Regions from separate parts of the Pan troglodytes genome. Here region 1 is linked to region 2. A link is a contact called in public Hi-C data. All regions are on one chromosome and are shown on one strand. Each heading gives the region's core, a stretch centred on a gene start, on an enhancer-like site or on the middle of the called end of the contact. The rest is flanking DNA. Distances are from core to core; before and after follow the strand shown.

What was found. Hi-C and Micro-C count contacts between places; a contact is called where the count stands out from the background.
Region 1: a contact with region 2 is called in a Hi-C map of stem cell-derived neural progenitor cells, with 4 times the contacts expected there. The contact joins the promoter of BBX here to the enhancer-like site in region 2. A contact is called at or near these places in 2 of 7 Hi-C or Micro-C datasets (induced pluripotent stem cells and stem cell-derived neural progenitor cells) and 1 of 1 datasets of contacts at active chromatin or transcription factors (stem cell-derived excitatory neurons).

The regions. Positions count from the first base shown.
Region 1 is chr2:110,861,931-110,869,537 of NHGRI_mPanTro3-v2.0_pri, forward strand. It overlaps BBX (BBX high mobility group box domain containing), which reads left to right and starts at 6,184. Exons shown (of 18, transcript NM_001280179.1): 1 at 6,184-6,324.
Region 2 is chr2:110,580,604-110,588,083 of NHGRI_mPanTro3-v2.0_pri, forward strand. It overlaps LOC134809463 (a long non-coding RNA gene), which reads left to right and starts at 6,291. Exons shown (of 4, transcript XR_010155289.1): 1 at 6,291-6,421. It also overlaps the pseudogene LOC460978. Within about 2 kb of position 1,473, at least 10 of the 24 cell types and tissues checked have an H3K27ac peak or open chromatin away from gene starts, as enhancers often do. A contact at or near this core is called in stem cell-derived neural progenitor cells, where this site is marked.

The DNA of each region.
Region 1 (7,607 bases), core at 4,934-7,433, 290 kb after region 2:
AGCTGTCTTCATATATATATATCAAGTGCCACATGGAAGAGGGATTAGATTGTTTTTTTGTGGTCTCAAGGGGGTAGAAAAAGAAACAATGTGAAACTTAAAAGGAGAGAAACGATGTTAAAATACCAGAAAGAACTTTGTAGTGGTCAAAACTGTCAGAAGATGAAACTCTTGTCTTGGCAAGAAGAGAACTGTCAGAAGATGAACTCTTGTCTTGGCAAGAAGAGAGTTCCCAGGATATGGATGTGTCATAGCAGAAGTTCTTTGCTGGGGATGTTGTTGAAGCTTCTAATGGGACCATGGCTAGAAAGATCTCTCTGCTAACGCTAAAGCATACTGATTTGATGATCAACTCCATTAGTGTAAAATCATTGTCCACTTAGAGACCTATTTTTATGGTATGATTCTTAAGTGTCTCCCTGGTCAGTCCCCTCTCCCTTCCTCAAAAAAAAGTAGACAGCTTCCAGAATGAGGAGTCTAGGACCTTTGTATTAACCCAACTCTGTTACTAGCTTTATAATATTAAAGGAATAATTTAACATTTCCTCGCTTTAATTGTTTTCATTTATAAAGAAGATCCCTCTATCTGTCTCACCTACCTCATCTGGATTTTAGTGAGTATGCTAGGCTGTCTCATGTAAAAGTGCTTTAGAAAATTACAACAATATGCAAGTATAATTTATAATGCCTACAATGTAAGTTCTGTTTACCATATATCTGGGACCCCCCAACCTTTTCTGACACTTCTCTTATCCTTGGATTCTCTCTGAGCTTCCTTAGAATTTATGGCATTTTTGTTTGTTTTTGCTTGTCTTCTTCATTAATTTTACAAATCTTTGTTGTTATTGTTACATGTCAGTCATGTATTAGTTACTGTTCTAGCCACTGTTGGAAAATAAAACCTTGAAGGAGACAACATTTTCCTCAAGGTGTTTGCCATCAAATAAAGATCTCTACCAATACATACATAACATAATGCAAGGCAAGATATTTGAATGCCTTAAGAATAATATAGATAAAATGCTGTAAAAGATCACAGGAGAGTGGGAATTCAAAGATGTTTGGCCCCAAGAATCACCCTAGGAAAGCAGGATATTCTCCTCTTTCTTTCTTATCCCCAAGTCTTCTGGGACACCATAGAAGCTGGTTCTCTTCAAGATTATGAATTTCTGCATTGGTGCTAACAAGTGGTCCAACTATCCAAGCTCTAATTTTTACTGCCTTTGCATTGGCTTGAGGAGAAAGGTATGGTTTTCTCTATTTATTTTCCTATAGAAAGAGAAAAAACACTTTTTCCTATAGAAAGAGAAAAAACGCTGAAGCTCAGCAAGGTCAAGTACAAGTCATAAATTGTTATGTAAGGCAGACCCTCATCATTGTAACTATCTAGAGTTTCAGTGCACAAAACAAGGCCTGTTTCAAAGAGTGATTTATTACAAGTTTGCTTTTTTAGGTGCTTAATAATGCCCACCCAATAAGATGTTTGCTTTATCCTGGGATCAGGCTGACATCTCTTTTATGTGCAGAGATGGTGGAGCTGGTAGAGTGTAGGCTAAAAGGAAATTGCAAACACTGGGCAAGTAAGTTGTAACAGGTTCCATAAACTCCATTTGATATGATAGTTAAGTCCTAGAACACTTTCTGTAAAGCATCTGTCATTGGTTTGTCTGTGTGGAAAGATAAACACAAATAATACTGATTGAACCTTTAGTATATTCCAGGCTGATGCGTTTTATATGTATTGTTTCAATTATGATTATTCCCATTTAATAAACAAGGAAACTGAGTCAAAGTGATTAAGGAATTTTTCCAAAGTTACCCAGCTAGAAAGTGGCACAATCAGGGCCCGGCGCAGTGGCTCACACCTGTAATCCCAGCACTTTGGGAGGCCGAGGTGGGCGGATCACGAGGTCAAGAGATGGAGACCATCCTGGCCAACATGGTGAAATCCCGTCTCTACTAAAAATACAAAAATTAGCCGGGCATGGTGGCGTGCACCTGTAATCCCAGCTACTCGGGAGGCGGAGGCAGAATCGCTTGAACCGGGGAGGCAGAAGTTGCAGTGAGCGGAGATTGTGCCACTGCACTCCAGCCTGGAGACAGAGCAAGACTCTGTCTCAAAAAAAAAAAAAAAAAAAAAAGAAAGTGGCAAAATCAGGATTTGTATTAGGATTGTATAAAGAAGTCATATATGAATAAAGAAATAAATTATGTGTAGGCATACATTTAAACAATATATACATTTGTTTATACACATTTAAACACACACTTAAATTTACTTTCCCAAAATTATTTTATGTCACAAAAAATGGCCCATATAAAATAAAATTTAGAAAACAGACAAAGCCATGAGAAGAAGTACGATAATCATGTAAGTTGAGTCTGTGATTGGTCATCAAATGTGAAAACAAAAAGGGAAAAGGGTCGTCCCTTTTTAATGCCATTTTGCCCAAGTAACCAACCATTGTTTTTATTTTCATAACCCTACATTATAAAAATTAAGTAAACTCCATGAAAGCTATGATTTTTTCTGATCATATTTTAAGTTTCGAGCATAACTAGCATTTAAAATTTCTTGGTATTTATTCTCAAATGAGGTAATAAACATTTTAAAAGTATTTCCAAAATGGTAAAATACTACATTAAAGTTAGCTCTAAGCCTCTTTTCCTTACTTAGCAGTGAGGCCCTACGGACCACACAGTAGAATGGAATTCTATTCTATCCCTTCTCCTAGGAGCAGGTAGTTTTCCTTTTCTGGCATCTGACATGCACAAGAGCACATGGAACCCTCTCAATAAATATTCTGCCAAAGAATATTGAAAAATGGCTTATGCTGGAACATGACGCCCAATGGAAATATGGTACCAACATATAATATGTGTTTAAAAAAGTGTCATTCTCTCAATCCGAAGGCCTGTGGACCTAACAATTTTCTAGTAGCAGTAATGACTTATAGGAAGTCACTGCAATACACTTTATGTTCTTCTGCATCAGTCTTGGTCAGTTAGCACCTTGCACTCTCAGAGGTGTCCAAACTGGAATGCAAAGTCCTGGAGCATGTGCTAAGACTCTATCATAGGAATCCACACTTCTATGGACTATAGAAGAAATTAAACTCTTATTTATTTTTATCTCATGCTTTTAAATTTTGTTTTTGTAAATATATGATTTATAATAATAAATAATATATCTATGCAATGGTGCATTTTTTTTTTCTTTTTTGGTAGAGACAGTGTCTCTCTATCTTGATCAGGCTGGTCTCAAACTGTTGGTCTTGAACTCCTGGCCTTAAGCAGTCCTCCTGCCTTGGCCTTCCAAAGCACTGGGATTACAGGTGTGAGCCACGATGCCTGGCCCAGTGGTGAATTTTTAATGTGTACATGAATATACATATTGAGACTACATGCTCAAACATTTTACTGATAGCAATGTGTGATCTAAAAGTTTGAAGACCGCACCTCTAAATAATTCTGCTAAGCTAAGTGTAATTCAACAAAAATATCTTGTGACCATAAAAATATGAAGAATGTTTTCCTATGGTTGGAGGTTGGGGATAAGAGTGGGGAGTAGGCTAGGCTTTTCTATTTTTCACAACATAGTTCTACTAGCAAATAATGCACAACACTTCACTCTGCAATTAAATGTAGCAACTCCTGTCGACTTTTTTTCCTTTTCAAAAAGGAGCACAGTGAAATTCTAAGAAAGTTTTTTTGGTTTTCCCTCTAATTCCCTCTTGCCTCTGAAGTTCACGATTTGGAGGGAAGGGTTGTCAAATTACTCAAAACCTGTGCTGGGTATTAAAAGTCCTCAGTTTAAGTTCCTTCTTCATTATCATTCTGTGCAATATGGAGCAGGCTATATAACTTGTCCCTGACTCATTTCTCCTATGGGTAAACTAGAGGTGATAATACTTAGCACTGACCTCAGAGCAGTGTAGTGTGGATAAAGAACATTTTGTTCCTTGTGTCAACTAAATGAAACTGCCATTAATAGACTTTTTTTTTTTTTTTTTTTGAGACGGAGTCTCGCCCTGTCCCCCAGGCAGGAGTGCAATGGTGCAGTCTGGACTTACAGCAACCTCCACCTCCTGGGTTCTAGTGATTCTCCTGCCTCAGCCTCCCGAGTAGCTGGGATTACAGGTGCCCACCACCATGTTCAGCTATTTTTTGTATTTTTAGTAGAGACGGGGGTTTCACCGTGTTGGTCAGGCTGGTCTCGAACTCCTGACCTCAGGTCATCCACCCGCCTCCATCTCACAAAGTGCTGGGATGACAGGTGTGAGCCACCGCGCCCGCACCTAATACAAACTTTGATATTATCTGTTTAAAATGCTGTGATTGGCTGGGCGCCGTGGCTCATGCCTGTAATCTCAACACTTTGGGAGGCTGAGGCAGGTGGAACACCTGAGGTCAGGAGTTCGAGACCAGCCTGACTAACATGGTGAAACTCTGTCTCTACAAAAATACAAAAATTAGCCAGGCGTGATGGCAGGTGCCTGTAGTCCCAGCTTACTCGGGAGGCTGAGGTGGGAGAATCTCTTGAACCCGGGAGGCGGAGGTTGCAGTGAGCTGAGATCACGCCATTGCACTCCAGCCTGGGCTACAGGGTTAGACTCCATCTCAAAAATAAAATAAAATAAAATAAAATAAAATAAAATAAAATGCTGTGATTTTTATATACTTTTCCTTTTAAAAATGATTTTTCTAAAAAAATAAACATCACATTTCTAAATACCACTTTGTTTTCTGAACTTTTTAAACTTTTCTGATTTTGTTTCTCTTTCTCCCTCTTACACAGGAGTGCTCACATGCACACATACACTCTTTTAACAATTTTATGGATGCGAGAGAAAAACCTTAAGACAGCATCAAGGAAATAAAAGGGGAATTGAAATAAGTTGCCTTAGTCGGGTTTTCTTTAAGTTTTAAAGCTACTTACCTAGGCCATAAAATCGTAGTGTTTATGTAATCTCCAAAATGTTTGTATTTAAGAATAATTCACCAACTCTTAAAACGGAAGGAACCCTAAGAAAACATCTAGGCCTAAGATAATGCCTGACACATAGTAGATGCTGAATAAACATTTAATTGAGGGAATCTGGAAAAGCTTCTTATTTTAATCTTAAAAATCAAAATCAAGTCTGAGCATTGGAGAGGTTAAGTAACTTGCTCAAGATTGCTCAGCTGGTTAAAGAGTTTAATCTACAATTTATTCCTTCTAATTTCCAGCTTTGACTTCTTTCCACCAACCTGTTGACTTATTTGTATTGAACTGTCTCACATAATCTTCCGAAGTTGCATTGTTGAAAAACAATCAGAAAGACCAGTCCTGAGGTTCATCATCTCCAAAAGTCATGCAACATATGATGTTCACATGAGATGCGAAATATGTAAAGAATCATATATTTTTATACATAATATGCAAAATATAAATCATGTGTATATTGAATCAAAGGTCTGTTTTGAAGGCTAAGGGTCAATAGCCAATCCTCCATGACTTATTTTACCTAACAGCACAGTTTGCATGTCCACACAGGTGATGGCAGTCCACTGACCAGTTAAAAGTTGTTTGGCTATTTCAGCAAAATGTTTATCTTTGTGTGTTGTTATATTGATTTTTTTGAATCTACCTACGAATGAGGCACTAACAACCTCAATGCATTAGAGTCCTGATAAACTTATCTTGCACTATTTTGGCCTATGTGATAGCTAACCCATTGACAAAAGAAATCCAAGGTGATAAAAGCCTTTCTTGGCCACTTGTTAGCCGGGTCAGGCTGTAAAATCGTAACACAATGCAGGCCTCTTCCATGGGGCACCAAAAGGCAGCGATGAAAAACCCCCCTCACTTCCATATCCAGTGGAGTTGTAGTTTATTACCATAACCCTCCCAAGTCAAAAGGACACCAGTTTCAAGCCTTGCAACTTGGTGCAGACAGGGGTTTTCCCCTTTACCCCACTCTGCTGGGCCTCTTTACCTGTCCTCTCCTACTGTCTACAGGTCCCGAACATTAGAAAATAGAAAATGTGATGATCTTTGTGTGTCTCTGTAAAATGTGTGTATGTGTGCGTGTGTTTGGGTGTAACGGGCCTCTTGTTTGGCTGCGCGGCCTGTCCGTCACTGCGCGGGCCAATGGCAGGCTGCCTTATATAAAATGAGTGTTTTCAGTCTCTCCGGGTTGCATGTACTGTATGTGGAGCAGTGTACAGTGAAGCGGAGGCAGAGCGGCTCCGCGAGCTTCTCTCCACTTTCCCATAGAGAAACCCTGACTGGCCGCTGAGGGCTAGCTACACACACGCCCTCACGCCCGGCGAGCCCGCGAGGTAGGCGCCCCCCATCCCCAGCCCTCCCCGGGCGCACTCCCCTCACTTTCTGTTTTCCTACTCACTTGCGAGCCGCCGGGCTGCAGCCCCAAGGACTCCGCGGCAGGAGCAGCGGCGGCGGCGGCGGCGGCGGCGGCGGCAGCCGGTAGGGTGGACTTGAGGAAGACGGAGGGAACCCCGCGCGTCCGGAGCCGCCGCCAGCCGGCCCGCTCCCTGGGCACTTTCCCCCTCCGCCAAAACTTTGGGTCGGGAGAGGTCGGGGGCGAGGGTCGCGGCGGCCGCGCCGGCTGGGGCCGGGGGGCGGGGGGCGCTGAGGCAGTGCCCTGCGAGCGGGAGGCTGGGGGCCGGGCTGGGGAGTAGTAGGCCAGCCGGTGCCAGGCTGCGTTTGCAACCAGCACCTCTCGGCACACAGGCAGCGCCGCCTGAGAGGGGCACGGGCGCCGGGGCGCGGGCTGGAGCGGCCCCAGGAAAACAACAACAGAGCCCTCACGCCGGCGGACGGCTCGTGGCCGCCCCGGGAGCCCCAAACTTCATCTCGGCGAAAAGTACGTGGAGCCCTGCCTGGTCTCGGCTGCCGGGGAGGTGGGGCCTGGGGAGCAGGGGCAGTGGAGGAAGGTACGAGGAGCCAGCCTTCGGTGGATTTATTGAACGTTTCGTCTGCGTTGGTGACCGGGAACAGCAGCCCAGTTGCTCGTTCATCTGGAGAGTTGGGATTTGGGTGTTCCGGCCCCGCAGATCAGTGCCCTCTCACCCCCCACCCCTACCCAAATGCGCGGCGAGTAGAGAAAGTGCTGTTTTAGTGCCAGAGTAGCCTGGAGGAAGAATAGGGGGAGAGGGGGAAGAGGGCGAGGGAGAAGGGGAGAGAGAAGAGGGAGGGAAGGGGGGGGGAGAGAGGGAGACAGAGAGAGAGGGAGAGAGAGAACGGGAGGGAAGAGAGGAGGGGGAAGAGGAGGAGGGAGGCTGTGTCAGGATTTTGCTTGAATGTGGGATTATGTTGTGTCAATAAGTTTAAGGTGGAGAGAGCGAGGCTGAGGGTGGTGGTGGAGGGGAGGAGGAAGGCCTTGGCCGTTTAAAGTCTTGTTTCTGAAGGTAAGTTACGGCTTTGCCTGGTCGCGATGACAGAAAACTTGCAGATCCTTTATCCGGGGATGGGGTCGATGCCTCTAGAACGAGCTCCCTAGCCCTCTTAAGCCACACTCGTGTTACACTGTTATTTGCTGCGATCCGGGTCGCTAGTAAATTACAGAAATCAGACTCGAGGTTTCTTTTCCTCCTCCACCTCG
Region 2 (7,480 bases), core at 223-2,722:
CCGTGCACAAGCTCTCTCTCTTTGCTTGCTGCCATCCACGTAAGACATGACTTGCTCTTCCTTGCCTTGTCATGATTGTAAAGCTTCCCCTGCCACGTGGAAGTTTAAGTCCAATTAAACCTCTTTCTTTTGTAAATTGCCCAGTCTCAGGTATGTCTTTATTACTAGCATGAAAACAGACTAATACAATATGTCATACAAGAGAAATAGGAAATGATAGCACTAAAAGCAATGCTATGAACGTAACAGCCCCAAGCATTAAGGAATCAGGTTATTAATTGTTACCTGAAATAAACCATGTAAATGTTTTCTCAAAGTTTTATTTTTTAAAATCCATCATTGTGCCTTTGAAGTAGGAACTTTGGAAGTTTTAGAAGTGACACTCCTATAGTACTTATAGCAAAAACTACATCTTTCACGAGCAGTTTGGACTGGATTTCTACATCTATCATAACATGGATACATTTAATTTTCTAAATATCGAACGTTTCTTCTCCAGTCGTGTTCCTCATGGAGAAAGAGTCCCAGCAAAAAAACAAATGCCGAAGCAAGGCCCCAAGCTTCTAACTACTTTTGCTGAGTGACGGGGAACGCTAGCACCTTATTAGTTAATCCCAAGGGGAAGGTCTGCCATGCCGGAACTAGCAGCCCTCAGAGTCTAAAACGTGGAACATATAACATCCTACTCGCATGCTCACACATACGCATTTGCACATGGGCTGACTTACATCCAGGAGACAGCCCCTGAGCTCTTTACAAATTGCAGAGAAGCCCAGGAAATCAGCTCTAAAGATGATGTGCCTCTGCTCTGCTTCAGAGGCTCCAACTCATCCTAACGGCCCTGAGAGGTTTCCATGATCAAATCCAGGAGCAGGAGGCAGAAGAGCTGAGGCTCACAAATGGCCCATCCGGGCTTTTCCGTGGAGCCCGTTTCTGCCCGACCCCCCGGAGGAATGTAAACGATCTGTTCAGGACTGAACTGCTTTACCCTCGAGGATGTAAATTATTCATTACCCCCTCCTTCTTGCACATTTTGCCGTTCATTTGCTCCATCTACTCCCTGCTCTATCTTTACTAATTTATCTCTAAGCTACCTCAATTGCCTTCTGCTCTGCTCCCCTCAGAAACTTAAAAACGAAACCGGATTCATTAGCCAAATAACTGGATTAGAGCTCTCTTCAACATATCAGACAGTAGAGAAAGTTGCTTTGTAATTTCTTTGATATTCAGCCTTTTAGAAAGCAATTCCTTAAATTACTCTGTTTAAATCTTTGAACTACTTAACTTTCTTTGATAGCACGCTAACATTGCACTAAAACCTGTGCAATGTTATGAAAACTTTAATTTCTGTAGTCAGTGCTTCCACATGAACAGCAGGGGGCAGTAGGATATCAAGAATTGAAGAAATTGTCCTGGGCTCTGAGAAACACTGTTGAATTACTGCAGTGGGTCTGTGTACTCGTGATGATCTCAGCTCTCGGATGAAGTCTTTTGTTTTGTGTCCTATTTTACAATGCACCGTTCAGTTTTCTATATGAGTTGTGGCTTAGTCACAGTATTTCACTGTGACAGCTTAGCTTAAGAAAAAGAAAAGTGCAGGAGAAAAAAAAAAGGAGGAAAAGAGAAAGAAAACATGTAAATGCTTCCCAATAAAACACATCATGAAAAGGAAAAAGTAATCCTGTGTATACATATAAAGTTTGTCCCTTCTCTGTTCCTATCCTGGACACAGTTTTTCTAGATTACAGACTGAATTCATCCCTATTCCTCCCCAACACACACACACACATGCACACATTTGCCATATAGTTTTCTGTCAAAACAGATTTCCTATAAAAAGAAAAACAAAAAATACAAAAAACTCTTTAAAAACTAATACTTGACTTTTTAAAAAAATTCAAAAAAATCTCATTTTCTGTCCTTTAATCAAGCTTCTGAGTATAGAATTTTAGTGTTTTCATGCTTTTTGAACATGTATTAGTCAAAATACCTTTCATTAATATGAATGTTGCAATAAAATTCTTCCTCTGTAAATGTACAGCTTCAGATAAATAGCCAAAAGCTATAGTTGTTATCTATATCTGATACGTTTGGAGGTAGGATATGAACTACAAACTGAAATATGAGAGACTTGAAGAACAGTCAAGGATTCCTGCAATCGTACAGGTTGGGAAAGGTGCTTTAGTAATCCAACCACCAAAGTTAGCAAATACGAAGCTACTTTCATGCATAATTTGAGTTGTACCCAAAATATCATACCCGCAAGCCTAGTTTCCTCTCCTACCTAGGCTGGAATTCCCAGGGTTATTTATGTGTTCTCATAGAGTTATTAATTTATTACTGTGGTATGGCAGATGTATTATTTCAACATCTGGTACCAAAATTTCTCTTGAAGGAGGGATTCTCTGCTCCCTACTGACAGGGCCCTATCTGATCCTCTGGTCTTATCTCCTACTGTTCTCCTGCTTACCAACTTTGATCACACCAGCTCCCTTGCTGTTCCTTAGAGCACACTAGCTACTCTATGCCTCAGGGCCTTGGCCCTAGCTGTCCTCTGTCAGGAACAATCTTACCTCATTTATCCAAACGATTCATTCTTTTGCCTATTTCAAGTGCAAAAATCACTTCCTCCGTGAGGCCTTCCCTGATCACTATTTAAAATAGAATATTCTCCCCAGCATTTTTTATGCACCCTTTCTCCTTTATTTTCCTCAATAGCACGTATCACCATCAAATATGCTACATATTACACAGGTAAATATAATACAGGAGATAGCTGAGACCAAACATATCAGCCAACAGAGGGCTCAACCTCAGTGTTAAAACAAAAAGAAAAACAGGTTGATTTCAAAGGAAAACCCAACTCTATGCTGTATATAAAAGACAAAGACCCACCTAAAACAAAACAATTCAGAAATGCTAACAAGGAAAGGAAGGATGGGTAAAGTTCTACTGAGAAAATGCAAATTAAAAAAAGAAAGAATTGAGATTTTGCAATTCAATAAAATAAAATTCAGACCAAAAACCGTTATTGAGACAAAGAACATCTTATAATCCTAAAGGCTACAATTCCCAGTGAAAATAAAAGATTTATGAAAAGGTATGCAGTGAATAACACAGCAGCTACTTTCATACAGTAGGAATTATAAGAGATTCAAAGAGAAATTGAAATACACTAATAATAGCAGACTATAGTACATTTCTCTTAATTAGACAAAAAAATACAAAAACACTTAGAAAATTGACTCTAATTTACAATACAGACATGTATGCCCCAGTAAATCACATAAAAATGATCTAAATATTCACCATAATATGATAAAACTAGAAATTTATAATCAAAACATAAGAAAGCCCCATTTTGAAATTTAAAATTTTTCTATTAAACATAGCTTGTCTCAAAGGGAAATATCAATTGCTAATGAGAATTTCTAGAAAAAAATGAGAACATGATATTAGAGTTGACAAGATGCAGCTAAAGAGTGTTCAGAACAAAACTGATAATTTAAATAAATAATGAAATTATGAATTAGATATTCCACTCAAAAAGAAAACGTTAGATATATTTAAGGTTCTTTTCCATTTTGGATTTTGGATTTAATTTTCTTTTTAATTGAGCAACCTAGATTTTTCTTTTTTTTTTGAAGGAGTCTCCCTCTGTCACCCAGGCTGCAGTGCAGTGGCGCAATTGGCCAGTCTGCTCTTGAACTCCTGACCTTGAGTGATCCACCTGCCTCAGCCTCCCAAAGTGCTGGGATTACAGGCATGAGCCACTGCACCCAGCAAGCAACCTAGATTTTAAAACAACATGAGATAAATAAGCCTAATTGTATTTAACTACATCTAACATTTTTACTAATAGTTGTAATACTGGTAGATTTTGGAAACTATTATATATATTATGCAGAAAAGTAAATAATTCTGTTAATATCATTTAGGAGCCATGATTTTCAGCACAGGGGAAAGAAGATGCAATATAAAATCAAATAAGTAAAAACTCTATAACCTTCTATTAGAATTGGATTACCAACATAAATTTATTATTTATTTTCATCTTTCTTTGAAAAACTACATCTCCCCTAGATCTTGTGTTGAAGAGTCTGGGAAATGATAAGCCATTTAACCATGAACATCTTTCAGTGCAGATTGTAGCATCCAAATACCTTTTTCACTGGAAGCAACAAGGACACCTTTGAGAAATGGCTGATTCTAGGTCTGAGGCAGTAAATGTACAATATGAGACTGGAACTCTTACAGTGTCAGAAAGCAAGTAAGCTCTCAAGACATTCGAGCTTGTGTCAAATAAACAAAGGAGCCAAAAATGGCCAAAGACGGGCAATTTGAACTTCAAAATGGATAATCACTGCAATTATATAAAAGTGTAAAAAGAGATACAGATACAATCAACATGAAACTCCTAGAAGCAACAGGAGATTCAATATGGTAGCAAGATACAAAATTAGACATAGAAATCAGTACCTTCATTTATGTAAGAATCTAGCCGTTATAAGGAAAAGTGGAAGAGATAATCCCCCTTACGATACCAACAAAGAAGAGAAATACTCTAAGAATAAACTTAACAAGTGAAAAACCTTTATGATGCTTCCTTGAAAGACACAAAGCTGAAACTTGAGCAAGAGAAAAAATAAACCTTGCTTTTCAAAAGGAAAATGCAACATCATAAACTGAAAAGGTATGCAGAAGGTTTTTTTTTTTGAAAGTACTTTTATGGGGCTATATTCTATAGTTAACATGAAAAAATAACCCAGCATTAAAAAAAACACTTAAGAAAACAGCAATGATACAGTCTAGCCCTACCAGATACTGAAATATAGTCTCTAATAAAAACAGTATATTAGCCCATAAGTAGACAATAAGATCAATGCGGGGAAAAAAGAAAATATATCTTAGACCCAATTACAATGTGGAAATTTACGTATGTGATAAACATATTTCAAATCGCTGGTCAGGGAGGTGCTTTTTAAATTAAATGTTATGACAGCTAAAAAGTCATTTGAAAATAGATAAAATTGGATACATCACCTAGGTAGAATTCCTGCATATATGTTTGTGTGTACATATCTATTACTCGTGAATCTTATAACGAGGAACCAATCTGACATCTCCAAATTGAAGGATATTCTGGAAGACCACTGGGCTAGACTTTTCAAAAATGTCAATACCAGGAGAAACAAACAAAAGAGGCTAGGGAACTGCTCTATATTGAAGGAAGCGAAAGAGACTTGACAACTGCAATATGTGGTTCTTATTGATGCACTATGTGATTCTTGTTAAATCTCGGATTTACATTTTACAAACTATAGGGTAAAGAAGGACATTTTGGGACAATTGAGGAAATTCAAATATGAAATATAGATTATTGTAATATAACAATGTTACATTTCCTAAGTATGATGATGTGCATTGTGATCCTGTGGTCCTCAATTGAGGCAATTTTGCACCTCTCCTTTTTCCCCCAACCCTCACCACCACCCCTGCCCCCCTCAACCCCCCCAACCACACCGTTTGGGTTTAGCAGTGTCTGGAGGCATCGTTGGCTGTCACAACTGGGGGAGGGGGTTGCTACTGGCATCCAATGGGTAGAGGCCAGGGATGTTGCTAAATAGTGATTGTTTAGCACAGGACACCCCCACCCCACCCCGTCACCCCCACCTTACGGGTACAGACAGCAAAAACTCATCCTGCCCAAAATGTCAATAGCGCGGGGTTGAGAAACCCTGATGTAGAACAATCCCTTATTCTTAGGGGATACATACTGAGATATTAGGCTGAATCACATGACATTGTCTCTTGCGTAGGTCAAGTATCGGCAATATTTAAGGACGAAGGGTTATGACGTTCACAACAAACTCTCAAAATAATGAACAAGCCCTTCCGCCCCGGCTGTCCCGCGACCTAGGGGACCCGAGAAGGGCGCACTCGCACGGGCCGCGGAGGCCAACGCCGAGCCTGCGCGGCGGGAGGCGCTGAGAACTCACTGCGCACGCGCCGGTCGGCTGGCCGCACCCACGCGGCGCAGCTCCCAAAGTTGCAGACAGCCCGGCGAACCGCGCAGTGCGCTTCTTCTGCCTGCAGCAGAGAAAAGGAAAGAAAACTCCGCAGGGGCTCCGTTGGCTTCTTCACGAGTGACAACCATGTTTTCCCAGATAGAAGACCGGAGCCCTGCTCCTTTGCGATCCGCCGAGGGCTGCAGAGAGCATCCTCATCCATTTGGGCACCCCTGCCCAGGAAGAGCCCGGCCATCCCTTTCCAGACTGGATCCTTAAGAGGTGAATTTTCTTCCGTGGATTCCGATTTGCTCCGTCTGACCAGCCTAGGCAATCCAGCATCGCGTGGTACCAGTGCCGCTGGGCACACTCGCTTCACGCCGGCTCCGCCTCACCAGCAAGCGCATTCCCAGGTAAAAATTTTAAATACCTTAGAATTCTTCTGCCTAGAGTCTCTAATCAAGAAGTTTACCCACTTTTTCTGTAAGGAGCCAGAAAGCAAATACTCTAGAATTTGGGCCTGGAACTGTCTCTGTAGCGTATTCGTCGTTGTTTTGAAAATGTAAAAACCACTCTTAGCTGCTGGCCTTACAAAAATAGAATCATGAGGACTGTGAAGATTAGAGACTAATCACAAATTCACCCAGCACAGAGGCTAGAGCGCCAGTGAGTCCTCCGCCCCTTCCCAGGCCCGACCATAGTTTTGCAGTTAGGACCCAGGTTTTGTGAGGACTGGGACCCACCCAGGTTTAGTTCACAGTCTCTTGAATCCCTCCCTGCACCTGCACCTCTGCTCCTCCCCCTAGGCCGGTGGCCCGTGGTGAGTTCCTGGCAGTCTCCTAGGCCACCAGGAAACACTCCGACCAACTGCCACGCCCTCCTTTGCTCCAAAATGACAAGCTCTTTTCATCTGGGAGCAAAAGCTGAAGTCCCCACATTTGAACTAAATTAGTTTAGTGTAAAAGTAGTACAAGATTATCTCAGACAATTGTATTTTAATAGTATTTTTTTCTAGTGATAAATGTAATATATGTCTACTATGGTCATTTGGAAAATTCTGAGACGTATAGAGCAGAAAAGAAATTCTCCATAACCCTAACCCACAAAAAATAACTTTTGAAATGCTTCTGTATTTTTTAATTCTTTTTTAATGCATATTATAGGACAACTTACTGAACAATTGGATTTTTAGAAATATTTTTAATAAAACTTGTGTTGAAGTACAGCATACAAAAAAGTGTACAAATTACAAATACAGTTCAGTAAACTTTCAAAGATTAACACAAACATGTCCGGGCAACCACAACTCAGCTCAAGAAATTAACTAATAGTAGCATTCTTCATCCCCCTGTTAGTTTTGTCTATTCTGACATTTCACATGAAATGAATTACTTGGTAAATATTTTATAGTATTTGGTTTATTTCCCTTTATATTATATTTGAATTCATCCGTGTCGTTGCATGTAACAAGT